3 separate regions of the Gossypium arboreum genome follow, and regions 1 and 3 are each linked to region 2. Evidence: chromatin contacts called from public Hi-C data. All regions are on one chromosome and are shown on one strand. Each heading gives the region's core, a stretch centred on a gene start, on an enhancer-like site or on the middle of the called end of the contact. The rest is flanking DNA. Distances are from core to core; before and after follow the strand shown. Region 1 holds the start of LOC108486976. Region 2 holds the start of LOC108486963 (pentatricopeptide repeat-containing protein At1g79490, mitochondrial). Region 3 holds the start of LOC108489173 (WEB family protein At2g40480-like).

Region 1 (4,934 bases), core at 406-2,905, 140 kb after region 2:
CGATAATTTTGATAATTCAGTTTGAAACGACACACCTCTTTTGATGTAGGAAGTAAGTTATCTCTAGTAGCAAATAAAGCCAGGTAGTAAAACGACCAAGGGCGAAACCAGGGGGCAGGCATGGGCCCCGACCCCCCTAAAATGGAAAATTTTCATTGAGGCCCTTTAGATTTTTTTAAATTTTTAAATTAGTAAAGGTAAAATTACACTTTGGCCCCCCTAAAATTATAAAAATTTAATTTAATCCTTTAAAAATTATAAATATATAGACTATAAAAAATTAAAATTTCATTCGGCCCCCCCAAAAAATTATTCTGCTTACCCAAAAGCGACACACCTCTCTTCTCTTGCGTGTTTTGTTTTCTACTTTCTTTTGTTGTTAATTTTATTATAGGGTGAATTAATCTAAAATATAATTTATTTAATTATTTTAATTAAAATAATTGTTCAATCGTTAAAATAATCCATTTTATTAATGTAATACATTAATCCATTAAATAACACGTGACCTTTTTTTTTTTTGACTTTTTATGTGAACAATTTTATAATTAGACCAAAAACATATTTTTATTTTAATTTTTTGGTTTACTTGTAAGATGAAGATTAAGTTGGTTTTTGGGTTGTGTGTCTTGCAACTTTATTTCTTTCCACGCCGTTAGCTGCTACTGCTTTGTGTGTTAGGTAATTGAGAATTGAGAAGATGAAACTGTTCGGACCACCAGGTGAGTGTTATGGGAGGAAGAAAAGATTTCATGGTTTTTTTGTTTGTTTGTTTATCTTACTCTTACCATTATCGTCATCTGAAGCTCTGCTGAAGGGCCAACATTTCACCACGTCGACGCAAAATAGCAGAGAAACAAAGTCAAATGACAAGAACACAAGAAAGGAGAAGAAATATCTTTCTAATAACCATAATATGTATTTACCAAAATTTTAAATTTTACAACTTCTTTTAAAATATGTATTTACCACATTTTTAATTTTAATTTAATAATGACTTAAAAATATTTATTTTTTAAACCAGTTTTGGATTTTTGTTTTAATAAAATTTTAAAATAATAATTGGACTCGTATTATGTTAATAATGATAAAAAGTATAACGTATCAATCAAACAAGCAAGACACTTGTCAAAATTATATACTTCTCGTAGTATTGTTTTCTGAATTGCTAGTTTACCTTAGTTTATATAATACTAGCTTTATTATTAGTGTGATGCACCAAAATTTTGCAGCTTTAAAAATGTGAATATTTAGTAGATTTGTGTTTTAATTTAAAATTAATATGAAATGAAAAAAATATGATTAATAGTTGTATATAATTTGGATTGAGATAACACTTCAACTAATACAATTAAATATTTGTTGATAAATATTTAGAAGTTTGAACTATGAGAATTAGGTGAGATGGTAAAGATTTTTATTTTAGTCAATGATCGAGCGTTCAATCCCCGTCTTAAGTTTGGAACAGTTTTAAAATTCGTCAACAAATTTAATAAAAAAATTAAGATTAAACTAAATTTTAAAATCTAAAAAAAAATTAAATTCCAAATTTTTGAAAACTACACCTCAACTAATCTTAAAGAATGGCCTAGGAATTGGCCGAAACCTTAAAGCAGCCCAACATCTGGAGAACATAAATCATCTGTAAACTAGTTAAGGTTACAAAGTGAGAACTCTGGAGTGAGGTCCAGTCTACCAAGGAACCAGGCTTAGCCCAATCAATATTTTGTCAAGCTTCAATGAACTTTGGCTTTCCTGAAGTGAAAAAGCTCATCAAACCACAAAAACCCTACGTCTGTTTCTTGGTCTAAATAGCTCTTCAAGGGAGAAAAAGAGAAGAAAACCCAGACATGGCAACCAATGGAACCAGTGATATCAAAAGGAAGCAAGGAATAGCATCATCTCTTTGCAAGCACTTCTCTTTGGATCCTGTGAGTAAAATTGAAATACCCATCTTTATAATTTACTTCCTTTATCTTGCCTGCATGTCGTTTATTTTAATCTGTTTAGCTAAAATCTCTTTCATTTTTACTTAAGGAAGTTTTTCATTTTTTAGTGATTTACTTTTATGTAATGGGTTTTACTTCAATTCAGTTATTATTTCCTTATCAATTAAGTGTAGAAGAAGGGAAACATGCTTAATGTATTTCAATTTGTAATAACCATGCAATTTGCTAAGTTTTGCTTACATTTGCAATCAATTGAGATGTGCTTTGTTTATCTGGTTCCCTAATTATGTGCCAATATTGATGGCGATATAAATTCCTACTTTATTTTGCAGAAGGCTTTTTCAAGTCAAGTCCCTGGAAATGATATTAAGACCCTTTACATAAACATTTTGAAGTCATCAGGGAAGGAGTCACCGCAAAATAACGATGAGGTAATGTGTAATTAGCCTTTTTCATGAAAGTATTCATCTTTGTATAATCTAGCTCTTATGTTAGTGTTAGTGAAGTAGAACCTGAGGTCATTTCTCTTTATAAAAGTATATTGGTAAAATTGAGGTGACTGGCATGAATTGGAAAAATGATCTCTTGCATGTTTCTCCACTGTGATTTTCTCTTCCTAAAAAAGTTTACTAGTATGAAAAGTTTGAACTTGACTGTAGGTGATGAAGTGGATAGCTTTTGCAGACAGCTTTCCTGGTGATTCTAAGGCATGCTATGGTGGTTTGAATGAATTAAACACTGACTTGGCTAAAAAATCTGTACTTTTGGGCAATGGATTTACACCCTCAGAAGCCGATGTTATTGTTTTTTCAGTCATACATAGTTCAGTGGTATGTATTGCAGTATATACTCTCACTTTGTGTTTCAAAGAGAGGGTATCTTGGTGCTAACTGCTAAACTTATGTTGAAGAAAATTAACTGCAATTCCTTTGCGAAAAATTGATAGCCTTTGCTTGTTTGTTGTCAGATTGCCCTTTCAACTCCAGAGAAGGAGAAATTGCCACATGTGATGCGATGGATGGATTATATCCAGGTAGAGACATTTTCTGTTGTTTTGAATTTATAATTTTGTTGGATACCTAATGGATTCTTGTCACAGCTTTTTTCTGGGTATTATTTGGTTTTCCTGCATTTGGTAGCTTTTGTCTAGTGTGTTATTTTGTGGAGACAAGTAGAAAAAGCTATTTGCGGCTTTATGAAGGAATCTGAAATATAGATTTGTCAGTTGAACACAGCCTGGTAGCACATGGGACAATCTCTGCTATTTTTGTTCTTGATGTTTCGTCTATCCTGTAGTTTAGCTTCTGTTTTAACATTTCATCAACAAGATTTTGCCTAGCCGCTGATGCAGATGTCATGTTGACACTCTAGTCTAAGCTTTTGTTTTTATTGTCATGAATTCGTGTCATCCATTTATCCCGACTTTTGCTGGCGTATTTATGAATCAAGTTAGGAAGTGGGGATTGAAACTTGATATTTCCTTTTTGGTGTTAGGTTGTATCTGTTGTTGCCATAGCCTCGAAAACAGCTTTTTGCTTTTCTTTAAAAGTTATCACTTATTGTTCTTCACTTACCTTTTAAAAAAGATTATCAGAACACATACCAGGTTTTCTAAGATGATGATTAAGGCCTCAAAGGAGGAATGCACGGTCTTTTTAGGAACTGTAACACCAATGAATGCCATTTTTTAAATCTTTACTTACAAACCTTTTAAAATCACTTTTGCAGAATAGTGAGGATCTTGGTGCACATTTTGAGAAGATATTGCTGGAGAAGCCTGTTTTTGAGCCTCAGGTAAGTTATCCTTAAATTGTGTGTTTTAGATCTGTGGTCATTGGGGTTCTAATCATGTGATAGGGCACCGTAAATGGTTTTGATGTGTAAAGGAATGGAAATTTTCACTTCAGTTGAAATTTGATGTTTTCTTTGTTCAATAGAGAGGTCTTGGCTCTTGAGTCTTGACATCTTCACTACCCTAAGAGCCATTCCCCTACCACTCAGCTCCTCTCTCTCTCTCTCTCTTTTTTTTTTTTGGTTGGGGTTGGGGGGGGGGGATACTGAAAGTTGGCAATTACATATAGTCAGGATAGCATATTATTTCTTAATGTTATTTACAAAATCTGGTTGCAGATGGCAAAAGCTGCAGCTAAGCCAGAAGTAACTTCAAGTGCTAAAGGGACTGTTCAAAACACAAAAATTGCAGACAAGCCAGATGCAGAAAAAAATGCAAAGAAAAGTGATTCCGCGGTACCATTTTTGCCCTTATTCTTTATTCTAGTATATATTCTTGTAACTTCTTGGTGTTTTTCACTTGGTAATTGCTTCAATGTTCACCGTTTGAGAGAACTTATTCAAGTAGTATCTTGCTTAAATTAACTCTCATAACAACAGGTGGTTATCCATACTCTAATTATCAGTGCCCAAGCTTTTTCTAGATTCTCATGCTCGTAAAATTCTATGACGATAACCTTTTCATTTTCAGGATGCCAAGAAAAAGGCTAAGGGAGATAAGGAAGCTGTTCCAGAGAAGAAAGCACCTGAAAAAGAAGCATCTGATAAAGACAAAGAACTCAGTGTCAGTTTACTGAATATACAGGTTGGTCTTATACGTAAAGCATGGAAACATCCATCTGCTGATAGGTATGCTGACAAACTTGTCTTGTACTTTCCTTTCAAGGGGTTAAATATCTTTATGTTTGAGTTAACTAATTCTTCTCTATGGCTGTCTAGATGCAAAATTGGTGGAATGATGTTTTGTTTTATTAAAATGCAGTTTACTGGTAGAGGAGATAGATGTCGGAGAGGCTAAAGTACGACAGGTTGTTAGTGGATTGGCCAAGTATTGCAGTCCAGAAGACTTGACGGTATTCTTTTCTAAGTTAGCTGTCATGCAGTTTCGGTTTATTTGACTTCTATCATTTGTATTCATATTTTTTGGTTCATTGAGCTCTGAAGCTTACATACTGATGTTCTCCATGATTTTTG
Region 2 (5,018 bases), core at 355-2,854:
TCAATCCGGGCCGTAAACCTGCATTTATCATTGAGTTATAGAGCTTCATCGCAGAATCTACCTGTCCAGAGGCTGCATGCATTTCTAAGAGACATGAGTACGTCGATGGAGTGGGCAGAAACCCAGCTTTCTCCATTTCTTTAAATATTGATGTTGCAATATCAAGCTTTCCTGATTTTGCATGGGACTCAATGATCATCGTGTATAAGCCAAAATTCGGCCTAAAACCAGCTGCCTTCATCTCCTCCCAAAGCCGAAGTGCAGTATCTAGCTTCCCAGCCTTTGTGTAGGAGTCGATCAATGAAACAAACATAGTAGCAGATGGCCGAAGCCCAGAGCCCAGCATTTCCATGTAGATTTTCATTGATGTGTCCAGTCTCCCAGCTTTCCCCATTGAATCAACAAGTGATGCAAAGATACTAAAGCCTGGCTGAAACTTCCTTTCTTTCATCTCTTGAAAGAGCTTAGAAGCTGCATCAAGCCGGCCTGATTTTGCCAAGCTAGGTATCATCAACTCATACGTAGACCCATCCAACAAACATCCTGCCGCTTGCATGCTCTCATATATCTCAAATGCCTTGTAAGGCAAACTTTTATTCAAAAATAACATCATAAGGTCGTTGTATGTTTGAGTGTCGATTTTACAACCATAATCCTGAGCCTTCTTGAAACAACAAAACGATACCTCCAATTTCTCAGCTTTAGCCAGAAACTGAATCACCCGATTGTATGCACTAAATAATGAAACCTCGTTACCACTCGAATCTTGGACCAACTCCTCAAACAATGATTGAATCGCATCAAAGTCTCTACTTTGATTTAACCCATCAAACAACATGTCATAACACTCATCACTCGGGGCATACCAAGATTGTCGCTTAGCCCATCTAAACAAACTCAATGATGCATCGCTATCTTTGACAACCTTCAAGGCCTGAGTAATATGAGTCATATTAGGCGTAAACTGTAGTTTATCCAATTGGGTCTCTAATTCTGGTCCCCATTTCCACCTCTTAACAACCTCAACAATCTTAGCAACTGCAGAGGTATTCAAAAATGGTTTCTTTAACCCACCCACCATAACATGATCGTCAAGCCCCGGCTCGACTGACCGGATACCTTTACCAGAGTATATAACACTCCCCGACTCATCTAAGTACTCTATATCCTCAGTCCACTCACCAGAACAGTAACTTCTTACAATTCTAGGGTTTCCAATAAAATTGGGGGTTTTATAAAGAGTATGGAAGGGGGAAATTTGATTGATACCCATTGAAGAGTTGAAGAAACTAAAGCTATTGGAGCACTTAGTGAGTGCATTTCTGCTAGAATTCAGGTCCGAAGAACTAGTGCAAGAGTTAGGGTTTAGTTTGAGAATGAAACAGAGATTTCTAGGGAAAAGTTTACGACTCAAGGTATGAAGCATTGAAATAACTAGGAGGAAAATGCTAGGGTTTGGTAGATGTAGAAATACTTACCAGACGATATTCTCTTGTGTTGGTAATCTCTCCAAGGGAGGCCAAAACCTTAAACCCTACTGAATTGGCAATGGAGGAACCTTTACGGTAATTTGACGTGGCAAATAGCCAAATTACTCATTGTTTTTAGGGTAACTTGCATATTCAGTCACCCAACTATTATTAAGTTTTTATTTTGTTCACCCAAATATAAAAAAATACAAAAATAGTCACTCAATTATTTGATTTTTTTTTTTGTCATCAACCGTTAAATGGTTAATGGAAAGATAGCATGACAACTATTAAAATTTGTACAAATATTTACATATTGTTTCATTAAGTCTTAATTTTTAAAATTTAGCTCTTAATATTTACATATTCTCTAATTTTATCCTATATTTTATATGAAAATATAATTCAAAACACAATGTGTAAATTAAAAATAAAAACAAAATATTTTACAAAAAATCCTTTTTATTAAACTAGACAACTTTCAAATACATTGCTTTCTTATACTTTAAATAGTTGATAACTTACTACCTTTCAATGCCAATTAACTATTTTTTTGTTAGCTTTGTAAACTAAAATATTTTTTTAAAGTTGTTAGAATTAAAATTAGGTTAAATTGACAAAGAGTGTACTTTTATTTTCAAGGAATTGAATTGGCTATCTTATAAAATTTGGGTCATTTTATTTTTTTCTGTTCTTTTTCATTTTTCTTTTAGGCCAAACGTAGGGACGACATTGTAAAGAGATGAGGTGGCGGTACTATTGTAGCTCCTATTTACTAACAAAACTCATTGTTTGATGTCAACTCTAGCGATCGATAATGCAAGTTCATTTTCATGGCACTGTTTGAATTTTCGAGTCCCCTAGTCATTCAACTTATCCACTCCTTGAACTTGATTAAACTTTCCTTTCAATAGTGGGTTAAATGTAGGAGGATTAAAGTTGTTATTATGCTAATTTTAAAAACCAACATGTCATTTTTCAATTAACCATTTACAACTAGTGATTAAAAATTCAAATAGTTCGGCCATCGGCTGTTTCACTAAAAGCAACTCTCAGAAAATGATTTTTGGAAAGTGAATTGATTTTCTGGAAAAAGAATTATTATTTTCTGGTGTTTAGATGATTCTATATAAAATATTTTCGTTGTTTAATAAATTTTCTTGAAATCATTTTTTAACAATTATTTTCACTAAAATGCAGACACAATATTAAATTTTAAAAAATTATATTTTAATCTAGAAAACTAAGTAACATTAATTCAAAAATGCTCTTTTCCATAATTAATCTTTTCTAATAGAACTCATACATAGCAAGTATCAGTTTTTAATAGAACCCATACATAGTATAACATGTATTAGTTTTAATAAATATTTAACTGTAACGCCTAAATTTTCGGGAATTCTGTGAATGTTGGCATAGGTTTAATTATGTTAGTGGGCTTCTAGAAGGCCCAAGCTTAAGATAGAATCCGGCAATTTTAGTTAATTTTTGTTCCATAAGAAAAAAGGGGGTGAAATTATGAAATAGAACCTATGTGAAAATGTTTGAAAATGCTATAGGCTAAATTGAAGTGGGCAAATAAACAGGAGTGCAAAATAGGAGGATTTGCATGACAAACCTCCCATTTTACATGAAGTGGCCAGCCATCATGTTGTTGTAGACAATATGAGCACTTGATATCCATAATTCATGGTACAAATTGATAATGGGTTAGGTAAATGTTCCATGATAATGGATTAGGTAAATATTCCATGATAATGGGTTAGGTAAATGTTCCATGATAATGGTTTAGGTAAATGTTCCATGATAATTGTAACACCCCTAACCCGTATTCGCTGCCAGAACAGGGTTTCGGAGCATTACTACCATTTACAGATCACTAAAAAAATTTAAATACTTACCGATTCAATGCATCATATAAATAAATATATTACCATTCAATCAACAGTTTGACAGTTGTATAAACATCAAACAGCAACATTGTTAGTATACTTGCACATATCTCATATAAATTCAACACTGATATATCTATTTTCTCGACATATCACACTTGAGTTTAATAATAGTCTCAATTACATAATTTCCTTGTATCAACATATCAAAGATAATCATATATGTACATGTCATGAAACATATCATGCTCTTACCGTTTCTTCATAAGCATATATCATTCATTTCATTATATCAATATTTCATGCTCCATCATTTCCATATATTTTATGTATATTTATTCGGTAATAGCTTATATCAAACTTAACATAAATTATATTTCATGTACTTATACTTATTTCGTTTATCTATCTTCATAATTATTTCATATAACCATTCGTCATCTGATACATATTACCTGAATATCAATTATTCAACAGATGCTAGAGCGTCTCCCATCCACGGTCTTATTTATCTTTGACATGATGCCATAGTGTCTTTCAACTATGGTCTTACTCATTTTCTGTCATGTTGCCATGGTATCTTTCAACCATGGTCTTGTTCATTTCATATCACGTTGCCATGGTATCTTTCAACCATGGTCTTGTTCATTTCATATCACGTTGCCATGGTATCTTTCAACCATGGTCTTACACATTTCATATCAGGTTGCCATGGTATCTTTCAACCATGGTCTTACACATTTTATATCGAGTTGCCATGGTATCTTTCAACCATGGTCTTACACTCAAAGTTGCCATGGTATCTTTCAACCATGGTCTTACACATTTCATATCGAGAGCACACTCCATGAACCTCATCCTTGCAATGGGATTACCGGTCAAAGCTAAATCCTCGCAATATAAACTCATAGAGTATTGTCGGGATTACCATCAAAGCTAAATCCGCAACGACAATTACTCTAATGAGCTTGGATCCAATTACCATCCAAAGCTAAATTCAGACCCTAATTCGGATTACCCGTCCGGCTAAATCCATTTTACACATATTCTTCTGGAGGGCTATATCAGATAGGATCACCCGTCCGGATAGATCCTTTTACCGTCAATTCCTTTTCGAGATCCATCGAATTTTCCTTTCATTCAACCGGATTTCTTCCCATTTTATCAAATATATCAATGTTTTATAAATTTTCATACAATGAACATTCAAATCATATTCACATCAATAACATACAATCTCAAGCATTTGAATATAATTCAAGTTACACGAACTTACCTCATTGATTGCTCATGTTTATTATTTCATTATTCGATATATTTTCTTTTCCATGATCAAGTCTCGTATTTGTGTCGTCCGGATCTTTATAAATAAATTTGATCATCATTTTCATTCATTTCATATTCTAATACATTTAATTAATGCTCTAGGCAAAATTACCATTTTGCCCTAAACTTTAATTAATGACGATTTCATCCTTAGGGACGGAAAGTAAAATTCTTGCAATTTAATCCTTATTTCCAACTATTATTCTCATATATATTGATAACATCTATGAATTCTATAAAATATCAAAATTTTCCATAATTTCAACACTTTTCAATTTAATCCCTAAAACATGTTTTCCCATATCTTGAACTAAATTGATAATTTCGTTAA
Region 3 (5,002 bases), core at 1,026-3,525, 250 kb after region 2:
AGATAGCAACAACATTTAAAAAACAGAAATGATCACCCAGAAGACAACACAAACAAATGAGGCAAACTGAATAAAACATGTTACTATATTTGAACACAGAATTACCACTGTTCAATAATTACCATGCATCCAAATGGTATCACATTGTGTTTACAGCTTGTGGTTTCTTCTTGTTTTGCTTTGGCAATGGAAGAGATATGTGGATAAACCCAAACTTTCTTCGCTGGTTCAAATACTGCTTTTGGTCATCTTTTTGATCAGGTTTTGGAGAAAATGCCAGATGTTCTTCCCTTAGTTCATGAAGCATTTGGCTCAAAGCTACCTTTTGCCTTTCAGTCTGGCCTTTAGTAGGGACTTGTTTCCTGCTGAGGATATCTCCCATTGAAACTGTTGGCCTTAAAGCAGGATTTGCTCCATCATCCACTGTTGGGTTTTGGTTGTTTAGATCATGTAATGGAGATTGAGGAATATGCTGATGCTGATGAGGATGAGGATGAGGGAGAGGGAAATTGTTGATCTTGTTAGCATTGCAAAAGGCCTGTTTTTTCTGTTCTTGATCTGGAATCATTCTCCTAAGAGCCTCTTCAGCATCAAGTTGCTTCCTGTTTGCAAATTCCACTCTATTAAGAGCCTCTTCCAATGCTTCTTTACTATGTTTAACTTCCTCTGAAGCTTCCTCCAGTTTCCTCAGGATTGTACGCTTGGAGATGTTTGCTTCAGCCAATTTGTTCATTGCATGAATTGCTTCCCTGCTAGAAACCTCTTCTGCCCGTTGGACTTTCGGGGTTCGAGGAGACGGCTCTGGTTCCGGCAAGGAAAATCCTGATGAGTTCTCATTGCTTGACAAACCCTTCATTTCAATAACAGCAAGGGCCTTTGCTGCCATGGCAGCTTCCTCCATCTTCTTAGCTGCAATCCACCTCATTTCAGCAGTTCTAATACAAGGCTTGTTATGTTCATTCCCTGGCAATGGCATTGATCTTGGAACTTCATTCATTGTAGGATCAACCATTTGCTTAAACTGCTCAGGCTTGCCATTTTTGTGAAAAGCACCCTTTGGAACATTCAAAGAATGCTCAACATTGCCATTGTTGCCAACCTGTGGCTTCAATGCCAACCCTGCAAATTTATAAGTTAGTCTCTCATGGGTCATTTCAAGTAAACTTTTTTCTTTCTTCATTTTCTTATTTAGACGCTCAACAGAAGCTTGAATCACCCCAAGATCATTGATAGTTTTACCAAGGTTCAACTTAGCTTGCTTCAACTCCATCAAGATCGAATCTGGAGATGAAATCGAGCACGGTTTCGAATACCCAATTCTCACCTGTCCATAGTACTCCTTGTTCATTTCTTTGATATCATCTGAATCCAAGCCTGGACCAGTACTGTTCATACATTTCATAGCTTCACTTTGCAGCTGTCTCTTTAACTCTTCAACAATCTTTTTTGTAGTCCCCAGTTCTTCAAGCACATCAAGGGTCTCTAATTCTTTCACAATCAGATCTTTCTCCAATTCTGCTGCTTGTTCCTCCACTTTCTTTAAATCAAACTCTTCAATTCCATGCTGTGTTCATAACAAAATTCCTTTTTATACATTCATACAGGAATAAATACAAGCAATTTGCAAACAAAAAATGATGATAACATGTTGAAATTTGATGATTGCCGTTGTTTTTTTTTCTCCTCAGAATCTATGAACATACAAGTTAAAGTAGAAAATAACATATTAAACCAAGAATTTTGGGGCTGCATGCAAATTACACAACAAAACAAAGAATACCTTTATTGTTACATTATATTATAAATATATAAATATAGTCAAACCAAAAAAGCTGAAAATACTTACATATTCTCCAAACTTGTTCAATGGCACCCAATGTCCGTTGCCACCAAACCGGGTCACAGCCTCCTTAACCGATCCGAAAGGAGGTGAAGTGTCAATCTCAGCCCTCAAACTCACTCTTCTTATTCCCGGGTTGGGTTCACCGCCCGGGACACGACAGGGGTCAGTGCAAAACCCGAAATTCTCAAAACCGGACTCAGGCCTCACTTCCCGGATCTTAGGTGTAGCCGGGAACCCTTCCATGGGGGAGTTTTGAGGATCAACTGCCATTGCATAGGCACACAAATAAGCTTAGGTAGAGAGTAAATAAATAAAATGTGAAAATGTCAATGTAACTTGTGAGTATAATGCAAAGACAAAGGTCTCAATTTAAAAAGGGTGTGTGTAATTTCAGCTTTAATGGCGAAAAAGAGAAAAGATACATTGGTGTAGTATCATATTAATTATGCTTATTTCAAGTCCTTAAAAGTATATTTATTTTTCTATTTTAGTACTTAATTTTATTCTATTTTGGTCCATTTTGTAATGGGTTAAAAAATCAATAATTAGGTTTATTTAAAATAAAAATAAAATAAAAATAAAAATAAAAATAAAAATGTAATATTAAATGTTTTAATATTTAAAAATATTTTGACTTTGATTGATCGACTGTTGATCAGCATTGATCGACCATTGACCAGCCACATGATGTTATTAGAACACACCACGTGTCCTTTTTTTTGGTATTATATATATGATATCCATTAAAAATGTAAAAAAATCATATATAATATATATAATTTTTTAAATAAAAATAAATTTTATAAAATCCAAAAATATATAATTATATTGTTTTAAAAATTAAAATAATATATAAAATTTGAAAAATTATAAAATCAAATATATAATTATATATTTTTAATTTTATGAAAAATATTTTTAACTTTTTTAAAAATTATATATATTATATTTGATTTTTTACATTTTAATCAATATAATATATAATATTAAAAATAAAAAAGATACATGATATGTTTTAATAGCACCACATGGCGGCCAATTTAATATTTAAATATTTAATATGATATTTTTATTTTTAATTTAAATTTTATATTTTATTTTAAATAAACTTAATTGTCACATGGCATTTTTATTGGTCAAAAGATGTCATAGTGTTTTTCATTGGCCAAAGTTGTTTAATAGATTTTTGTTAACGATCCTTACAAAATGGGCTAAAATATAAGAAATTAATACTTTAAGTATTAAATTAGGATAAAAAAATTAAATACCAAAGTGAAAAAAAATGAGTATATTTAGGGGTCAAATTGTAACTTAAGCCTATTAATTGTACATATCCATTATGTGGATAGGTAAGAATTTAATTATAAATAATTTTTTACAAGTTTGAGATAGACTCAACTCAAATTGTTATTTAATAATAAAATCTTCTTTAAATTTAATTATAAAACATATATAAATTTTAAATAATTTTAAATAATTTTTAAACTCGTGCATGAGTTAATAAAAAAAGTAAAAAAGATTGATACGGATTTAATGTACTTTTTTTCAAATGAAATTTTTTATACATGAAAGAAGATTACAAACAATCGAGGGTTGAAATTCTTAACAAGACAAAACAAAGGCTGTAGAGGCTAGTGATCCTAAAACCCAAATTGGACAGAGCAAAAGCATCCTTCATTGTAATCAGACCTCCATCATTTGATAAAGAGGAAGTAAGGGAGGACTCAGAGCTGAAAACTTTGGTGATCAAAGTGAGCAAAGTCATCTTGATGCAAAAGTCACTTTCTAACTTCTCACTTCTATGGTAATTAAATTTTCATTACTAATTTTAAACAACAATTGTGAAGAAGCTAAAAATGATTTAATTTTCATCTTCGAGTGGATACCATGTCCCAAACAAAACAAACAGGTGAAAAGGTCATAGAGCAAGCCTCTTGACATTGGAAAAATGACTAGTAGTCAACAAATGAGGCAAGAGTAAAGGAGATTAGTGGGGCTAAGGGTGATACTGGTTTAGTTTAGTAAAGTTTTTTTAAAATTTTCAAATTTATCCATTATAATTTAGTTTGGTTCGTTTCTCATATTATTTGATATGATTTCAAAATTATTTTATAAAAATTTCTAAAAATAATAAATTTTAAAGTAACTAATAAATAATCAGTAACTTTTCTATGGGTTTTAAAAATATTTCTATATAGAATATTTAAATTATTTTTAAATATTTTAAATATAAAATATTTAATTTTATAATAAAAATAAAATAAAAATAAAAATAAAAATGGGTTAAGATTCATGGTATAAAACATTTAAGATGGTGAGAAAAAGAGAGGTTTGAATTAATGGAGATTTAGATGTGGAATTATAAACAGTTGTAAATGTAATTGCATCCAATTATGATGAGAAATCAGGACCATCATGATGTCGCATGGGAGAGAAAAGTGATTTTCTTTTGTTGGGATGTGTTAGTGACGTGTTCAGTGGTAATTGGTTGGCGGAGAAGGATTTTGAGTTGGGGCCAATGGTAAAATGAGATGCGGAATTTGCATTTGGCCGTTGATTGCGGTTTTAAGGAAAGGAATATTGGGAATTGCAGTTTGGTAAGGAAAGCCCAGGTCTAATCAAAATCATTCAAAACTAAACGACAACGTTCGCGTAAATTTGAAGATAATCTGTGTTGGTGCTGATATAGATGGTGGAATCATTTGTACCATGGGAAATAAAAATAAATTGCTAACAAAAAATATATATATTTTTTAATAAATAATTATTTGATAGAGAAATCTTTATAAATAAAATTGAGATTTTATCAAATATCATATTTATTTATTTATAGTAAAATCTCAACCCTCAATTTTATTATAAGCAGATTATTTTGTTTGAGATTAGTCTCGTCTTTGTTTAGACTTAGTTTTATAATTGGATTTAGCTCACATTTACACTAAATATAGCTCCAACATTTAAAACCGAATGGTTTTAGGTCATACTGCTTGTGTTCTGTCCTGGTTATTGTGTGTTTTTTTTTTTTGTTTTTATTCTCCAAAATTATACATAAATTCTTATTCAATATAATTATACATATAAAATTTTAATTTGATTCAATTATACACATTTAAATAAATACATTAAATTAGGGTGAACATTCTATCGGATCGAGTATAA

Evidence for each region. A called contact is a pair of places that touch in the nucleus more often than the background predicts.
Region 1: a Hi-C map of leaf shows a contact between it and region 2, with 5 times the contacts expected there. The contact joins the promoter of LOC108486976 here to the promoter of LOC108486963 in region 2. A contact is called at or near these places in 2 of 5 Hi-C or Micro-C datasets (both in leaf).
Region 3: a Hi-C map of leaf shows a contact between it and region 2, with 2.0 times the contacts expected there. The contact joins the promoter of LOC108489173 here to the promoter of LOC108486963 in region 2. A contact is called at or near these places in 2 of 5 Hi-C or Micro-C datasets (both in leaf).

The regions. Positions count from the first base shown.
Region 1 is chr10:113,852,461-113,857,394 of ASM2569848v2, forward strand. It overlaps LOC108486976, which reads left to right and starts at 1,656. Exons shown (of 12, transcript XM_017791144.2): 1 at 1,656-1,931; 2 at 2,282-2,380; 3 at 2,609-2,779; 4 at 2,917-2,982; 5 at 3,678-3,743; 6 at 4,080-4,196; 7 at 4,432-4,589; 8 at 4,723-4,813. The coding sequence starts at 1,851.
Region 2 is chr10:113,712,096-113,717,113 of ASM2569848v2, forward strand. LOC108486963 (pentatricopeptide repeat-containing protein At1g79490, mitochondrial) reads right to left here and starts at 1,605. Exons shown (of 1, transcript XM_017791131.2): 1 at 1-1,605. The coding sequence starts at 1,426.
Region 3 is chr10:113,965,045-113,970,046 of ASM2569848v2, forward strand. LOC108489173 (WEB family protein At2g40480-like) reads right to left here and starts at 2,276. Exons shown (of 2, transcript XM_017793505.2): 1 at 1,847-2,276; 2 at 1-1,564. The coding sequence starts at 2,113. The coding sequence ends at 140.